Linked DNA regions of Mus musculus: region 2 is linked to region 1. Evidence: chromatin contacts called from public HiChIP or PLAC-seq data. All regions are on one chromosome and are shown on one strand. Each heading gives the region's core, a stretch centred on a gene start, on an enhancer-like site or on the middle of the called end of the contact. The rest is flanking DNA. Distances are from core to core; before and after follow the strand shown.

Region 1 (3,094 bases), core at 332-2,831:
CACGTAAAATAATACCATTTGTTTATAGACAATTAGCTAATTTTTTTAAAGTTTCATTTATTCACATGGGTAATGGGGGAACTTTTACTTTCAAAAATATTCAGCCATTAAGTTGTTTTTCCCCTTCCAAATCAGCGTCAAGTCATTCACTGGACTCAGTCTACTGAAGGATGGAAAAGACCTACAGCATCAAAATAACTAGAAACAAATCTCTTGGAACCAAGAAAATACACAGGTCCAGGTTTAATTGATGATCACTGGAGTGGCAGGTGACTCACATAGGGGTTGTATCTGGGTTCACCAACCCGATCCTCCTCATAAATTTTAAAGATGAATCCACTATGACAGCCCCTCGATTTCTATGCATGACTGCCATCATTTGTACTGAAGTTTTATTACTAGTGAACTCCCCTCAGGTTCCTTTCACCACGTCCTCTATTCTAAAGAAGCAACGATTAAAAGTAAGTAAATAAATACTTGAGCCAAATCTATTTCATACTAACTATTAATAATCCTTGTAATTACTTCATAGAACAAGACATGGTTTGAACAGATGTACCTATACATACGTCCTACAATGTGCTTTTATGAAAATAAATAAATAAAATTTAAAGCACAACAAATCCAGAGCCATTAGAAGATTTTCCTCCAGGGCTCACATGTGTGTATTATGCAACAACCAGCGATCCAGATGTTAATCCCTGCTGTGATGCAATGATAAAATACCCAAGGCATGGAGCCCATTTACAAAACAAATTTAAACAAGAATTACTATATACTCAAGAATCTTGGAATGAGCCATTCACAGTTCTGAGAGAATTACATTTAAACTCTTCCTTTGGGTGATCTTTTAGCTGCGTGTCTCCCAATTCCCTCCCAATTCCCTACAAAATCCTCGTAACCGCGGTTTAATTTGGGTTTTTAAAAGGACCGACTGAAGGGGAAAGGGAGACCGGCATCAGGTGGTTACGTTAGAGTCTACTTTTGATAAGATAGCCGCGTAAATTCCCAGAAGGGATTCATCTATTCCGTCATTCTTGCCCATGCACAATAATCGTAGTAAAATACGACCCAGATCCCGGAGCCACTAGCCACCCCGGACTCGCTCCATCCTCCCATCTCCGGTGGCACAGGCCTCTCTCTCTCTCCAAGCTCTGCGTGATGGGCGGCTGAGAACCCTGGGACGGAACAGCAGTGACCCGAATTCTAAGAGAAGCGAGGACTCCATACAATACCTAGTCCGGGTCGGGCGAGCAAGCCGAGAGGGAGGTGCTGCGCGGCCGAGCCCGAGCCCCACCCCCACGCCGCGCGGGTCCCGCTACCCGGAGGATCCCAGGTGGGGACACGGGAGGGGGCGGCTCGGCAGCCGCCGTCCCCGCCGCGACCCCGGGAGGGCGAGCGCGACATTCCCTCACACAAAATGGAGGCCGGCGCACCTGGGGTCGCCGCCACCCGAGGAAGCCCGCGGCCGCCCCGCGGCTCGGCCTCGCACGCCACGCGCCGCGCACTCACCTCAGCCGCGCCGCGGGGGCCCGAAGGCGGAGCGCGAATGACCGAGCGGCCGCTCCCCGCCGCCGCCGTTGCCGCCGCCGACCCCGGCACGCGCGGCTCGTCCGCAGCCCACCGTCCCTCCGCCGGCGTGACGCACTAGCGCCGCGGCGCGCCCACCGCGAATCCCCCCGCCCCGCCGGCCGGCCGGCCTCGTGCGCCGCGGCGCCTCCTCGCCGGGAGCCGCCCCGCCTCGGGGCCGCGGCCGCCCGCTCGCCCGCAGGTGCGCGCTGCCCGCTCGCTCGCCCGTCGCCGCCCGCAGCACGCCCGCTCGGTCGGGCCGTATTAAAGAGTGACCTTGGCTTAGCCGGGAATAGAAGCGAGTAAGCCGCGGGGGCCTCGCGCTGAGCGAGCCGGCTCCTTTAAGGTCGACCTGCGCGGCATCCCCGCCTCGGGCCTCTGGAAAAATCGCCCGGGTGGGTGCGGCCTCCGGACCTCCCGGTGGGGAAGGAGATGATGCTCTGCAAACCTGGGGACGCCGGCTTCCCACCCCACCCCACCCCACCCGACCCCGGACACCACCAGACCCCACTGCCCCCCAGGAGCGCGCCGGAGAAAAGAATTTGCACAAGCCCCACAGCCCAGATTATGCCTTGAGATAAGGAACCATCGCGGCCCTGCGCTGACCTTTCCTACGTGACAAGCTAATCTGACCCCGGAGAGCCTGCGCCATCCTCTCCTCCCCCTTCCCTCACTTCATCCCTTACGGGATCCAGGGCCTTTTGCTAAGTACTCGAGAAAAATAAGTTCACTGGCATTTAAAGGATGATAATTCTTTTTTCTTTAAATAATATATGCGGTAGTAGAAATATAGATGCACAGCAATAATTTTGGATTTTAAGACTTTTTTTTTTGCCCTTAAATTCTGAGAAATTCATCTAATAGCAATGGCATTATGGTTCAGTTATTCAGAAAAGCTTAAAATTACTCCTATTCCTGGGAAGTATTACTAATCACAACACTGACCTTTTAAAGATTCACTAATTGGTAACTTCAAAGAATGCTTTTTCATATAGATCTATTTAAGCCCCCCCTTTTTTTTTTTAAATATAAAGGCTTTTTCTTTTTTACCTCCAGTTGCACACAATCAACCTTACATCTGTTGTGTTTATTTACAATAAATTATTACTAGAAATCTTGAGTTATATACATTTACTATTTTTAGTGGAATTTAACAATGAATTAATATCCAAGCAAGAATTTTGAATAGTTGGATTCCAACCATAGCTAATCATGAATGAGTAAAGTTATATAATTCCTGGATTATCATTTCTAGATCTGTTTGCAAGTAGGAGCCCCCAGGATAATCCCAGTGGCCACTTTGTAAAATTACTTTTGTTTTTCCGGCTCTGGCATCCCCCCCCCCAGGTGCTGCAGTAAAGACTTATTATTATAAACCTAGCCAGAGTGTGGCTGGGCTTTAAATTATTTTATCAATCAGTGGGAACCTGTGCCTGGAACACCTAGCTCCCCAAAGCCTGCTCACTGAGATAGAAATCAAAAGAACTACTCCTCTAGGCCCAAAAAGTGACCACCTGCACACAGT
Region 2 (3,094 bases), core at 192-2,691, 100 kb after region 1:
GAGGGTCTCAGTTGGGGACCTGGGGAGTTGCCATCAGGACATGGATGAAGAAGGAGGTGGTAGAAACTAGGATTACAGGTAATGGGACATGGTGCTGGGAAGTAGGTCAGGCCAGCACAGTCAGGTTCAGATAGCTCAGAGTCTGCCCAGCCGTAGTGCCTGAAGCTTTTAATAAATATAAAGGTCTCCATGTCATTATTCAGAGCAAGGGTAGGCATAGAAAAGTTCATACTTTTACATGTGTGTGTGTCTATGTGTATGTGTCTTTGTGAGTGCATGCATGCATGTCTGCCTGTGTGCACGGGTTCATGTGTGCCTATCACTGTTTGTTTTTAGTTTTGGAGTCTTTTACCCAAAAATGAGGAAACAGCCATTTCATTTTAACATCCACCTTAGGAAAAAAAATCTTTTAGATAGGAAAAGTATGGTCATAAAAGGGAGCTGTTTCCATGAAAGTCGAAGTTAAATATTTCAGAAATGTACAAAAGCTATCCAAAGGACACTGCAGAATTTAGTGTGGACAGCTGTAGCTTGGGGGTGGGGGACAGTTTACAGATGTATGACAGGTCCTCATGATTTCTGACCCTATCAAAGAACACAAGATGGGTGACTTACAGAATTAGGAATAATTAAAAAAACAAAAACAAAAACAAAACCTTGTTACTTTTTAATCCACTGGCTAGGATAGTTTCCAGAGCAGAGAATAACCTACAGTGAGGAAGGTAAGGCTGGGTGGGTTGCTTGCAGGCCATTAGTGGCCTTCCTGGAGAAAGCAAGGCAAGGTCACTTGAGGGGAATTGGCGGTCTTACTACAGAAGGCACACTTGGGAGTCTTAGCAGATAGGAGAGGGGAGATCTGCCTATCAGGGACAAGCACAGAGAGCACTAAGGACAAAGTCATTTGTTGCCGGTTCCCACCAATCAGACCTGTAAAACATCATTGGTTGACGTAAGGCAAATGGAGTCTCGCAAGGACACAGAACTCAGCACCAGTAGCTGGGGATCACATATGGCAGATTGGAAAATGGTTACCACCCGAAGGGCCAGTGTGACTGTTTCAAATGAGAAGAGTCTCCCAGTTGCGAGTCCTTGTGAGATTTGATGTCTGGTTCTCTGAGTGCTAAGAGGCTCTCAGTGTGGAGGGGAAGTGAAGGAATGGTCTGCCAGCCAGCCTTCCTGTCTGACCTCCCATCTCATTGATTGGCCTGAGTGCTTAGTGCCGTATCCGTACCGAGGGAAAGGTTAATTGTGCTTACTTGTACGCTCTCCTGCTCTGTCAGACACGGTGCACCATCTCACTCCTAATTGGAAATGAGCTCCAGGAGACACGGTGATAATCTCATTTATTGCTTTTGCTTTTCCGGTTGCCTTTCTGAGAAGATCCATCACAGGGAGGCAGAGTGGAAACTGCTGATAAGGGAACTTAAGATTCCAGGCCAGGCTGAGGTACCACGTGATGGGGCCTCCCTGGCCTGATCGCATTGGTGGGACTTCAGCTGCTGCTACATATGCCTGTGGTAACTGATGGTCACAGTGAGAGTAGTGGTGAAGAAGCTGACTCTGGAAGGGCTATGGTGAGGAGTGGGTGAAATTGGAGGATTTTCCTCGCTCATACATAGCCTTCTTTAGCATCTCCCACAGTTGTCTGAAAAGCATTTGGCCCATATATAAATATTATTCCCTGCTATGCAAATGCAGATTCAGGTCCCTTAGCCCCTTTTCTACAGGTTACAGTCCATCACTGAGGGAAGCCAGGGCAGGAACTCAGGCAGGAGTCATGAGGAATACTGCTGGCTGGCTTGTTCAGACTCATGCTTAGTTAGGTGTTTTTTTATACCTTGTAGGGACACCTGGCCATGGAATGGTGCCACCCACAGTGGGCTGGATCCTCCTATATCAGTGAACAATCAAAGCATTCCCCTTGACATTTCCACATGCCAATCTGATCTGGGAAATCCTTCAATGGAGACCCTCTTATCCAATGACACTAGACTTGTGTCAAGTAGATAATTAAACCTAACTAGGTCAGCGGTCATTGGTAAGACAGAGAGAGCCAGGTGGCTTCGTTCTGGTGGCTGATATAATGACACTTTCAGTGAAAGACAGTGTGACTGTCCTGAGTCTCTTCCCCTAACCTCAGGAATCACAGAGGAGGCCTCATGCTGAGTCATACGTCTCCCAAGGCTGAGGCATTCTGGACAGCTTAGCTACCCCAGGGCAACTGCCTTGGAGCTCTACCTTTCCCACAGATACACTCACTCCACTGTGTTAGCACCTGAGATTCGGAGGTTGTGTTGAGTGGGCAGCACTCAGCCAGTCCTTGCTCAGACAAGAAGAAACACTCAGTGGAACAGCTTGCCTGTTTCCCTTCGGACTCATCCTGTGGGGGCTACACGTTAAACTTGAGTTCTCAGGAAGAGTAGTCAGTGTTCTTAACCACCAGGCTATCTTCCAGACCTCAAGAATCTTTGTTAAATGACCTTTGCTTAAGCAGGAAGTTTTTTCTGAGAATGGATCTCCTACGTTTTGTCATGATGAGAGATTAGGTGTTAGAGTCCATGGTAGGCGAACAGATATGGAGAGGGGTCATGGCTAGGTATTTAAGGTGGCAAACCTTCAAGATGGCTTCTTCCTCTCTTCCTGATCTGGGACAGAAGCCTGGCAGCTTAAAACAAAAGCCCTGTGGTCTGATGAACCAGCGCACCCAGTTCAAGGCTGAGCCAGGACATGTTCCACAACAGTTATGGGCCAATCAGACATCCCGTCTTCCTTCAAACTCATCAACCTAACACTCGTCATAGACTTTAAGAACCCCCTATCCCTTAAGAAGAAACTGGATTTTATGATTCCAGACTCTGCTCCCTGCTCTGTGGATAGTCTGGTCTTTTTCTGTGTCTGTTGCATGTGTGGACATTTCCTCACCACCAATAAACACCTTTCTTCTGAGGCTGCTCCTTTCAGCTCCTGTCTATACTGTACGAGATTTCTCCACTGCTACATGCCATGCTTGGGATTTACCTGCCTTTTAACTGTCTAACTGGCAGAGAAAATGAACCCGATCAAACAGTAGCAGTGGGACAGAAGTGTCACAGTC

Evidence for each region. HiChIP or PLAC-seq counts read pairs in DNA pulled down with a chosen protein or histone mark.
Region 2: a contact with region 1 is called in an HNF4G HiChIP or PLAC-seq map of pancreatic cancer cells, with 3 times the contacts expected there. The contact joins the enhancer-like site here to the promoter of Fam169a in region 1. A contact is called at or near these places in 1 of 15 datasets of contacts at CTCF or cohesin (CD8 T cells), 3 of 115 datasets of contacts at active chromatin or transcription factors (embryonic stem cells, memory CD8 T cells and pancreatic cancer cells) and 2 of 9 other capture datasets (adipose tissue and pancreatic islet).

The regions. Positions count from the first base shown.
Region 1 is chr13:97,070,130-97,073,223 of GRCm38.p6, reverse strand. Fam169a (family with sequence similarity 169, member A) reads right to left here and starts at 1,581. Exons shown (of 13, transcript NM_001100458.1): 1 at 1,513-1,581.
Region 2 is chr13:96,970,323-96,973,416 of GRCm38.p6, reverse strand. The region is part of intron 2 of Gm41027 (a long non-coding RNA gene); the gene reads left to right. Among named protein-coding and RNA genes, the nearest start is that of Gm41027, 12 kb to the left of the region's middle. Within about 2 kb of position 1,441, at least 19 of the 459 cell types and tissues checked have an H3K27ac peak or open chromatin away from gene starts, as enhancers often do. A contact at or near this core is called in pancreatic cancer cells, where this site is marked.